Regions from separate parts of the Delphinus delphis genome. Here region 1 is linked to region 2. A link is a contact called in public Hi-C data. All regions are on one chromosome and are shown on one strand. The core of a region is the stretch at or near the end of the contact, and the rest is flanking DNA. Distances in the headings are between cores, read along the strand shown.

What was found. Hi-C and Micro-C count contacts between places; a contact is called where the count stands out from the background.
Region 1: a Hi-C map of lung shows a contact between it and region 2, with 4 times the contacts expected there. The contact joins the promoter of INTS6 here to the promoter of ALG11 in region 2. A contact is called at or near these places in 2 of 3 Hi-C or Micro-C datasets (lung and muscle).

What each region holds. Positions count from the first base shown.
Region 1 is chr18:16,141,099-16,147,048 of mDelDel1.2, forward strand. INTS6 (integrator complex subunit 6) reads left to right here and starts at 4,213. Exons shown (of 20, transcript XR_009516838.1): 1 at 4,213-4,840; 2 at 5,213-5,290.
Region 2 is chr18:15,637,557-15,643,486 of mDelDel1.2, forward strand. It overlaps ALG11 (ALG11 alpha-1,2-mannosyltransferase), which reads right to left and starts at 2,193. Exons shown (of 4, transcript XM_059996116.1): 1 at 2,115-2,193. The coding sequence starts at 2,158.

The sequences.
Region 1 (5,950 bases), core at 2,963-5,462, 510 kb after region 2:
TTATATAATATTATAAATTAGGAGGACCCAAATTAAATTTCCATATATATTATTTGAATATTTTCTGCTGCATAATTTCACATCTAATTTTTTATGCTTATTACTTCATTTTTTTTGATGTTCTCGACCTCTCAACATCACTATTGTGATCTCAAAGAGTAAAACAGAGAGCTGAGGAAATGAATGGTAAGACAGCCAAAAGAAACTTTGTTAGGTTACATGTGAGGAACATTAAGTTCATCTGATTATTCTTTTCAGATGGTACAACCAGATACCATAAGCCAAGTCATTGGCACGTAATTATTTTTAAACCGTGTTACCCTGCTTAGTTTAAAATAATTTAAAAGGGCTCTGGTTGGCTCCTACAAATGAATATAATTCATCAGTTCTTAATTGTTAGAATAGCTCCATTTCAACAATTTAGGCTATTGTTTAAGCCAGAGTCACCATTCTTTCAGAGGGTTTTGTATAATTAATTCATTCCCTTTTAAATCGGAGCCATAGCATTTGGGCAGCATTCCTTTAAAAACAGCAGCAAAGAGCATGTTTTCTCCCACATACTTCTTCCCACCAATGTCCTCCCAGAAAAGTCTTCTCTAATCCCTTAGACTGCAACAGCACAGGGCTTAGCACACCCTACTCCAACTAGTTTTCCCTCTAGCATTGCAAGAGTTCAGTTTCTTCAGTTGAGTCTGATGAAATAGTTGGCTTGCATTTGGGGGCCATGTTTTAGAAAAATAAGCCTGCATATAACCAGAATCTTTCTGGAATCACATTCTAGAATCACAGAGATTGAGTGAAGAGATTCATGTTTCCCATCTTGTGCTTCTTGCAAGGCCAAAGCTCACTGAGGGGAACGGTGGGAGTCTCTGGCATTATTTTGTTTTCTCTTTTTCCTTTTTGTCAAATATAGTTGAATTCAAGCAATTTAAATATGCATGTTATGGAACTCCACTGTTATCTATATTGGTGTCACATTTATAGTTTTTTTCCCTTTTAGTTTGCAGATTTATTTTAGGAGTTTTAAGAAATGTAATAACTCTAAGGGTATGTGAATTTTTAAAGTTATTTACTGAGTACTACTAGATGCTAGACACATATTCTTATACTTTAAGCATATAGCTCTTAATCAGCATTATTTAAGATTCACCTGAATAGCTTTTTAAAAAATGAGAGGTGGAGGGCCCATCCCAATTCTACTGTATCACTTTCCTCTGGGTTTGGTACATTCATTATTATTTTTAAGCTCTATTGATAATGCTGATGTACATCTCCTGGCCCAGAACCACTAATTTAAGCCATCACCAACTAATAGCTTAATTGCCAACCAGAGTCACTAAGAATAAACTTGGCCTATTTCACAATTTTGTCTAGGGACCACTCGTCAATGCTTCCTGGTTTTGGACTGCCTCTTGATTTGCTGCTTATGTATGTCCTGATTTTTTTCCTGTTCTGCCTTGGGGCCTTGCCTTCCAGCACTTCTGGGCCTCTGAACTGGAAACCTGGCCTTTGATCTCAGGTGCCACCACAAGCATAGGTTCTGGTTATGTGCTCCAGGTTGGCTCCTTGGACTTGGCTCTCCTGATCTTTGCATCTAATCCTGGCTCTGCCATACATCTCCACTTACGACCCTAGTGCAACAATCTGCCAACTCCATGGAGTCAGGGAAGAAAGACCATGGTGGCTCCGCTGGAAATGATTTCAAGTAACGGCAATAGGTAAGGTCATTATTAATGCATGTTCATCTACCTCACTCGTCTAGTTCGATTCCCTTCAAACACTGCTTTGTACACAGCACCCTAATTAAAAACTCCAATTTATATGAAAAAAAATTCTTAGCCTGGAATAAAGGCCCTCTACCATCCAGACCTGACCTACCTTTCTGGATCTTATACTGTTCTTCATGTACCTGGTGCTCCAGCCTAGCTGAACTTGATTGTTCCCCAGGAAGCCATTGGCAATGCTGTGCTAACTTCCTTTCTTTACTACATCTTCAACGTCTAGAAGGAGTTTTCACCAGCAGCTTCTTTTCCTTTACCCACATACCCAAATCCTACCGATCTTTTAAAGCAGTGTTTCTCAAACCTGAGAAATGTAAAAGAAATTATGATCCTAGAAAATACATTTTCTGAAAGGCAGGAGTCCACAGAACACAGTTTGAAAGCACTGATAGAGAAATCTGAAGACCAACTCTATGAAAATCTTTCAGTTGCAAATTATCACTTCGAAAGAAAAAATTTGTCTTTATAACTAATAAAACAATTTGTATATTGTCATTAAAATGAAAACAAAAAACTTAAAAGTATCAAAGAACTCTAATTCTTATCTCCAGGGTCTAGGATCCCAGTTTGAGAAACATTGCTTTAAGGCACCGCTTAAACCTCCTGACCCTGGAAAATTTGTTCTTTCATTACCCTAGGGAAATAAATTTTTCTCTTTTCTGAATTATTTAGTATCTAATCATTTTCTACTCTGTAGTAGCTAATAATACGTAGGCAATATTCTTCTAGAAAAACCACAAACTCTTTGAAGGCAGGGACAATATTTTAAACATTTTTTAACTCCACTGGTCCTAAGCAAATATTGGATGTAAGCTCGCTACTCCACTTTTAGAAGTCCAAATCTCTTAAAAGTATTTTACTCTTCTATGGCGCATACAGAACGCCATATTACTGAATAGCCCTACTATAAATTAACAAAAATTCAGAGGTTGTCTTAAATATTAGGAAAAGTCCGAGTTATAAAATTCAAAATTTAAAAAAAGTGCCACAAAACATGTCTGTTCTGTGTTAATGGTAATAGGAACAACTTCTTTGAGTGACCAGTAGGGAAATAATTAAGAATTTCAGGATAAACAATCGAAATGCTAGGCCAATAGGAGAGGCCCTATAAATCTCTACACAGTCTTATACAGGTCGTATGTCCCTCATTCAACTTGTATTTTAGGCAACGTCTTTAAGTTTTCAACTAGTATATTTGAGGCAACTTTTCCTCGGACATAATTTAGGAGAGGAATCATTATGCCATCAAGCCTGGTGACGGGCTGGTTTTATCCGAGAACGTCTGCCTTCAGGCAGTATTTGGATCGAGTCTGAGACAGCATAGAGTGCAAGGAAAGGGCACTGGCAGGGCTATGGAGAACCCATGCTATGTGTCACCTGGGCAAGCCAAGTCAGTCTGTTCATCTAAAAACAAGAGTAATGGACGCTGCTTTTCTAAGGCCCCTTTTAGCTCTGAGATTGATATTCTGTGGCCCTAAGTAAACATGGCTTGTGAGAGGTTATTTCTTTGGGTAGGACGGGTTATTTTTCCCCGAGTATAAAAGGGGCAATAAACTGTTTATCGATATTTGAGTCTTCCCCCGCTGCCCTTTTAGGGCTGAGTTCGGAATAAAAGGGTTTGTTCCCTTTCTGGTGGGTCCTCCAACGAGGGGGCTCCTGGCTAGGTCCAGCCCTCACCCTCGGTCGCTGCCCAAGGCCGAGCGAGGCTGCGGACAAGGATCGCCCCTCGTCCCCCACTCCCCTACGGGAGCGGAGTGACTCGCGGAGAAGATTAGTCCCTGGTCATAAACAACCTCTCACTTCCCTTCCCCCGCCCCGGGCCCGCCCGCGCTGGGGCCGGCCCTCCGAGGCCCAAGGAACCTCCTCCGACGACCGCGGGCCCCGAGCCCTCATCCGGAGGATGACCGCCGGCCTGCCCCGACTCCTAACCGGGCGTTGGATCACTCTACTCATCCCCTCCTCACTCGCCCATTGGGGAAGGGGTTCGCTACAGCGACCTCGAAACAGGAGCTGAGGCCAGCCTCCATTTCCCTTCCTCCGACCCCTATCACCTCCAACAGCCAAGGAGAGGCCGACGGGCCTCACGCGCAGACTCACGGCCGCGGCCCCCGCCCCCATACCGCCGTCCTTCCGCGGGCTGTCCCCGCCCCTTCCCGGAGCCCGCCTCCGCGTCTGCCGGCCCGCCTGCTCGCCCCTCGCGCTCGCTCTCGCGCGCACCCGACGCTCCGCCTCCGCGCGTGCTCCAAAACTGTTCCCGGAGCCAGCCTCCAAGCTTCCCCCGCCCCTGAGCTGTTTGAATATGCTAATAAGAGGCCAGGGATCAGCCAATAGATTAGCAGGGCGGTGCATCACGTGGCTAGAGGACGTGTCAGGGGGCGGAGCCTCTGCAGCCCCTGCCCGAGTTAAAACCGGAGTGTGAGAGAGAAAAGCGCTTCAGTAGCGAGAGGGGCTGAGAAAGTGGTGACACCGCCGGGGTGCGGAGGGAGTCCCTGAAACTTCTCCCAACAGCCCCAGGGCCAATCTCCCCTCAGCCCACTCCCCTCTTCGCCAGCTCCCAGGTCCCCACTCCCTGCACCGGGGGTGGGGTTGGGAGCCAGGCCCGTCTCCCGCTGGGACACACACAGGGGCCGGGAGCGGGGACGGGACCCCCGAGGCGGGGGGGACGGACCGACAGACAGACGGCCGGGCGCCCGCCCCAGCGGGCAGGCAGGCAGGAGGAGGCGGAGGCGGGGGTACGACTGGGAGGACTGGGTCTGGGGAGTTTCCTCTCAACTATCGGGGGAGAAACTCCCCGCAGCCGGAGGAAAGACCCAGACCGTGTTTTCCTCCCGGGGGCCGCGCTCCCCCGCCCCGCGTAGCGGCGGTCGCCGCCGCCGCCACCGGCGCCTCCACCTCTACCATCTCCTCTTTCTCCACCACCTCGGGCCCCGGTGTCCCCGGCCAGCACTATGCCCATCTTACTGTTCCTGATAGACACGTCTGCCTCTATGAACCAGCGCAGCCATCTGGGCACCACCTACCTGGACACGGCCAAAGGCGCGGTAGAGACCTTCATGAAGGTACCGACTGACCGAGCCCGGGCGGCGACCCCGGTCCGGCGGCCAGCGGGCGGCAGGGGTGGGGGGAGGGCGGCCGGGGGCGGCGAGGCGGAGGTGTCGGGGACCTGACTGCGGGAGCTGCCGGGCTCGGGGACCCCCTCCCCCACCGCGCGGGCGGGCGGGCGCTGCAAGCCGGGCTCGGCCCGGGCCGGGGCTGCGGCCCCGGGCGGTGTGCGGGGGCCGATCTGTGTGTGTGGGGCGGCTGCGGCGTGTGCGGTACTGTGGGGGGCGGCGGGGCCGCTGGGCGCCCCTTCTCCGCCTGGTAACCTCGCCTCTGTGCTTCCCTCTCGCCCGCCCTGTTCCTCCTCCCGTTCCCCACCCGCTCTCCCGCAGCTCCGTGCCCGGGACCCTGCCAGCAGAGGAGACAGGTATATGCTGGTCACTTTCGAAGAGCCGCCCTATGCTATCAAGGTAACAGCCCTCGCCCTCCCCCTTCCCTTCCCTTCCCTGTTCCTTCCTCTCTCACCCTCCCCGCCCCCCCATTCACCCTTCATTATGCTCCCCTCCCCCACCCGCTGTGCTCCAGGCGCTGAGGTCTTTTCCCCTGCGGGCTCCCACCCCCTCCCCCGCTACGGAGCGTCCTGGCGCGGCGCGGAGTCGCCGGGCCACCGCCGTCCCCTCCCCAGCCCGGCCCGGCGGCGGCGGCGGCGGCGGCGGCGGCGGCGGCGCTGCGATCAACATGGCCGACATTTCCCCTCCGCGGCGTGAGCGGCAGCAATGAACTGTGGGGGATATTTATTCAAGTTAGCCCGAGTGACAGCCGGGCCCGGCAGCGCCGAGCCTGGGTCTGCATTAAAGGGGAACCGGCCCGAGGCCGGGGAGGGGGGCGGGGGCCGCGGGGCTGGGGCTGCGGAGTCTCCCCGAGAGGGCTGCGGGCCGGTGGGACAGCGCGCTAGGTGAACTTCGCAAGTCCCGCTCACTTCTGCTTTCCACCAGTATCTTTGCATCCCCGAATTCTGGGTATGAGGCTGGGGAGTACGCTTCCCGGGGAAGTTATAAAGTACGAAGGCTGGTAACTGACGAAAGCTGTAGAGCCAGCAGGTTTATTCTTGGCCTCCTTTGGAAGAGAGT
Region 2 (5,930 bases), core at 943-3,442:
CCCCCATTTTGTCATACAGAATATTAAAAAGATATGTACTCGGGCTTCCCTGGTGGCGCAGTGGTTGAGAGCCCGCCTGCCGATGCAGGAGACACGGGTTCGTGCTCCAGTCCGGGAGGATCCCACATGCCGCGGAGCGGCTGGGCCCGTGAGCCATGGCCGCTGAGCCTGCGCGTCCGGAGCCTGTGCTCCGCAACGGGGGAGGCCACAACAGTGAGAGGCCCGCGTACCGCAAAAAAAAAACAAAAACAAAAACAAACAAACAGAAAAAGATATGTACTCAAGGGTTGAGATTTAAGAAAATTAATAATTTTTACTGCTTCATCAAGGACATTCTTAGCAAGTGCATGGAGGTGAAACACAATGACTGCTAGTACAGTTTGATGTCACTGCCTTGATTTGTGCTAAGTAACAGTTTTATCCACCATTACTTTTGCACTATCAGTGCAAATGTCAACAAAATGAAAGAGGCAAACGTTATCCCAACATTATTATAAAAATAATTTTGACCTTGAGGACCCACTGAAAGGGGCTTGGGGATTTGCAGGGGTCTATGGACCACACTTTAAGAACCACTGCTGTGAAGGATGAAGAGAGCTTGACAGAAGTGGTAAGATTGGCCACTTAATGTTTGGAATATATCAGTTCATAAAAGCCATATTATCTTGAATAGTTAGCTTTCTCAGGACAAGACAAAAAGTCTGTTTAATTTAAAATGTAGCTGACTCACAGAATCCAAAGATTTTTATGACATTTCCTTCAAATGACTTAAGTGGGAAAATAAATGTGATAGGATTTTCAAACTGAACTATTCAACTGAAAATCAGAAAAAAAAAATCATATTAATGACTAAAATTGAGCCAGTCCTTTGTTTTGAGTTTGTTAGTTTCAAAGATACACATACAGGTTCTATAAAGAAATTTATTAAACATCCTACAGTATTTGCACATCAAAATCAACCATTTTAGAATTTGTTTAAATATAACTAAAATGTGTGCCATTAAATATTTACTCATATTTAAACACAAGACTTTGAAAAGGTAACTGTAACCAACAGTGAATCATTCCATTCAGCAAACTTTTATTTAGTCATTATTATGTGCAAAGCAGGGAGTTCGGGATATTTCAAATGGCAGGGAAGAATATGAACGCTCTGAAAATACTTTCCTGTTCCAATGATTTAAATAATCATTACAGAACTTGAAGTAGAGGGGGCAATAATGAAGAAATAATACCTGAATTTTGGAGAGAATACATATACACTGCTATTCAGGATGCTATCGTATTAATGATAAAATTTCAACCTGAACAAAAATATGTAGGTGTTAAAAGAGCTGTGTAGGTGGAATATACTAGGTCTTCTGTTTTACTAGTGTAAGTCAACACATGTAAAATACAGTAGTATTACAACAACAAATGTGGAAGAAAGGTCTGGGAGTTTTTTCACCAAAATGTTAACAATAGTTATCTCTGGATGGTAGCATTCCTGGAGACTTCTGTTTTGCTCATTTATTTCCTAACTTTTTTACAAGAAACAACGTATTACCTATGCAATGACGACAAGGTAGAAATATTTTATATAACTATTCTTACATCAATCAGAAAAGAAATCAATGGAAAATCAAGAAGAGAATTCAACATAAACTTGACATTTAAATGACATATGCTAACAATGACAGTTCTGGTGAGTGAAAGAAGACAAACTAAGACAAGAAAAAGGAAGACCCGGTTTCTTCTTCACCAAAAAGAACATGATAGATTGGAAAATGATTCGTGGCTCAACCATAAAGGAAAATGAGGAATGAATGCGAATAACTTATGACAGACGAATAGGAGTGCGAATAAGAGAAAGAAAAAGCTAAAGCCGGGAGGGAAACTCGAGCCCTCAGCCAGCAGTGGGGCAGGGAAAGAAAACGCGGTAAACTGAGTCTTTAACGCAGCCTCTTTGTCTATCTAGAAGACCCCAAAGGGAGAGGAAACCGTCACTGGCCTTGAGAAAATAGCTTAGACTCGTGACAAGCAAAGCCCTTCCTCTCAAACATTAGTCGCACTGGGAGGACAAATACAACTGCGGCACGGAAAACGCCTGCGAGCCCACACCACCCGCTCCTCACCTCAATAACTCGCCCAAGCACCAACCCCTTGCGGCGACCGCCATCTTCCGCCGACCCACGATCTCGGGAAGCGCTTCGTTGTTCCTCTTCTCTATTGGCTCCTGAGGAAACGTTCGGTCACCCCCGCCCACACAGGGGCGATTGTGCATTTCAATTGGTTGCTAGTAGTAGCTTCCCACGGCCTTCCAGCCAATCGAATCTCCCGCGGGGGTGGAGAAGTTTTCGGCGTGGCGTACTCTGGCCCGGCCCCCCGTGGGCGGAGCCACAAGGGGGTTGGGCATGGGGAGGGCGTGGCCTGTGATGGACAGCCGGCGCTCCCGCCCTCGGCCCCTCCCCCACTGAAGACCCCGCTCTGGCGCCCCCGCCCCCAGTCTTAGCGCCTGCTGCCCGTTGGAGACCAATGGGAGGCTCATGCGCGTCTCAGATCGATTTTCCAGGTGCGGAGTTCACTCCCGCAGCTGCTGTGGCATTTCGGACCCGCGGCGCCCTGGAGCCCGGCGCGGCGCTCCAGAGGGAGCTGCGCAGAGCGGACCCGAAGCCGGCCCTCGCCACGCCGCACCTTCCCAGCCGGCGGTGGTCGAGCCTTGGGATCTGCATCCCCCGCCCTGGTCTACGCGGCTCGCCCTCCCTCCTTTTCTCTCCGGCGCACGCCCGAGGCTGAAGACCTCTGCGCACCGGCCCGTGAGGTAGCGGAGACCCGGCAGGGGGGACGGGTCCGCCTCGCCTGGGTTTCAGCTCGGCCGAGGACTCTCGGGCACCGGCAGGCCCGTCTCCGGGTGTGGGTGAGGGTTCCCGGCCCACCCTCCCCTCTGGGGCGCAATGGCGCGCAAGTTTGAATTAGCAGGTGTGATGAGGGCTGACGATTCCTCGTCTGAAATGCAGGTGTCGGTTCGGGTTAGAACCAAACCACGAGGGTGCCATCCACTGCGCGCTCTTCTTCTCCCGGGGTTTTAACATCGCGCTTCTCCTCCCCTGACCAGGTGACCTTGGGCTCTGGGCTGCATCACAGAAGAAATTAGTTCCTCCGGGAGATGAAGCCACAGCAGGAGAGACAGATTACAGATCGTGAAAAGGCAAGTCGGAGAGTGAGTTTCCTTCCTGGGGCTCTGTGTGCGCACACCTGCCTGGAGGACCTTTCGCGCCCGCCCGCGGTCCTTACTGGGTTCCTTGGTGTGCGCGGGGGAGGCCCGGCGCGTGGTTTGTTAGAATACCCTTTAGGAAGGGCATGCTATTAACTGTTTTTCAGAACAGTTTAAAACGCACCACTTTTCTGTTCGTCTGCTGTTGAGAAGTTTGATGCTGGAGAGGTAAAGTGAGAGTTGAGTTGCTGTGTAAGATCCCTGATTGGTCAGTACGATTAAATTAGCTACCTTGAAAAGTTATTCAAGAGTTGGTGCATAGACCCCTTTATGATCTATCCAGGTCCTGCAACGGTTGTTTGTTTGTTTTTTTGTTTGTTTTTGAAGAACTATTTGAGTTCATTTAAATCATGCAAGTAATACATTAGTGCGGCCTCTTAAAATGCAAATAGTACAGAAATATTTAGCACGAAAAGCAGATCCATTTTCCAGTCTTTTTCTGCTCATGTACATGTGTCTTCATCCATTCAGCAAATGCTCATTGAAAACTTGATATTTTTCAGGCACAGTTTTGAAACGCACAGTGGTGTTAACATGTATCTATCGTGTTAATGCTTATCTATATCTCCAGAGAAATCTTTAGGTTCTTGTGTGTGTGGTTTTAGAATATTTGCTTGTTTTACATAAATGAGATCATGTAGTGTGTATTCTCCAACCTTTTTTGTTGTTGTTGTTATTTTTATTTATTTTGGCTGCGCCGGGCCTTAGTTGCGGCGCGCGGGATCTTTTTTTATTTAGTTGTGGCATGCAGACTTCTTAGTTGTGGCATGCATGTGGGATCTAGTTCCCCAACCAGGGATGGAACCTGGGCCCCCTGCCTTGGGAGCACGGAGTCTTACCCACTGGACCACCAGAGAAGTCCCCCTCCAACCTTTTTTTCCCCCAATTTAACAATATATTTTGGAGATTTTTTATGCTGGTACATAAGCAACTGTGTTACTTAGTTTCACCTCCGCACAGTACGGATGCACCATAGTGTATTTATTCTTTTCTCATGGGTGGACATTCGGGTTGCTTCTGTTTTGACCCCCTCACAAGCCATACTGTAGTGGACATCCTTGTATGTGATTTTTCATGCTGACCTTTGAGTATTTCTCTAGGATAGGTCCCCAGGCCAGGATTGCTGGTCTGAAGAGTAGCCTGTGCCTTTTCTACAGATTTCAGAAATCAATTCGACAACATTATTGTGTGCCTTTTTGGGGTGAAATTCATCTAGGCCCTGGTGGCGTAGAAGTGAAAGATAAATGGATTAATGGATGGACAGAGAGAGGCTGGTCAGTAGATGATTCTTCGTGGGATGACTCTGCATTTAATGGAGGAGCTGGGAGAGCACCTGTGAGGGAGGGGCAGCTTGTATGGAAGAGGAGACTCTTCCAGCCCCCTGCCGTGCCCCCATCTCTCTGCCCAGCAGAAAAATCCTTATCTTTCCAGATCAAGCTCAAGACCTGCCTCTTCTTGACACTGTGTAACTGCCTCTGCTCATGCCACACCTCACCCTCTTCTGGATTCCTTTGATAATGGTATTAGCCAACATTATTGAGCTTACTTTGTGCTGGACACTGTATTGAAGCACTTTATATTCCTCCAGGTACACTCAGTTAATCCTCACAAAACCTTTTGATGTAGGTATTTTCTTGTCATCACCATGTATTCAATAATTTTTTTAGTACAGGCATACCTTGGAGATACTGTGGGTTCAATTCCAGACCATGACAGTAAAGCAAACAGGCACTTTTTGGTTTCCCAGTGCATATAAAAGTTATGTTTACACTATACTGCAGTCTATAAAGTGTCCAATAGCATCATGTCTAAAAGAAAATGTACATATCTTAATTTAAAAGTAACTTTATTGTTAAAAAATACTAACCATCATCTGGGCCTTCAGTGAGTTGTAATCTTTTTGCCAGTGTGGGTCTTGCCACTACCAACTAAGAATTGTCACTCACCACGTGGTTCTACAAGAATGAAGTCACTGGCCACTGCAGTTACGGACCTTCAGCACACCCTGAAAGGAGTTAAGGGCCGAGGCAGGAGATCAGGAATGAGGTACTCTGTGCTTTGGGAAAAACTGGCGGAACAGGCCTTCAGATAGTTAGATATTTTCAAGAGATTTTATGAGCCCAATTTCTTGTATCTTCTCATATCTAGAAAAGCACTAAAATCATTAATGGAGACCTCTGCTCCTCGTGACTAGCAGCAACCTTCTGCCAAAAGGTCTGCTTGATTGCATGCATCTCCCCTTCACTAAAATCGTATATATACTGACTCCCCCCCATCCTCCCACCTCACCCCACCCCCTCACCTTCGGTCAATACCTCATTGTGGATGGCTGCTGACTGATCACATGGTGGTTGCTGAAGGTAGGGGTGACTACTGCAATTTCTTAAAATAAGACAGCAGTGAAGTTTGCCACATTGGGACTTCCCTGCGGTCCAGTGGTTAAGACTTTGCCTTCCAATGCAGGGGGTGTGGGTTCAATCCCTGGTCGGGGAGCTAAGATCCTATGTGCCTCGCGACCAAAAAACATGAAACAGAAGTAATGTTGTAACAAATTCAGTAAAGACTTTAAAATGGTCCACATCAAACAAATCTTAAAAAAAAAAAAGTTTGCCACATCGATTGACTCTTCCTTTCGTGAATGATTTCTCTGTAGCATGCAATGCTGTTTTTTTTCTCT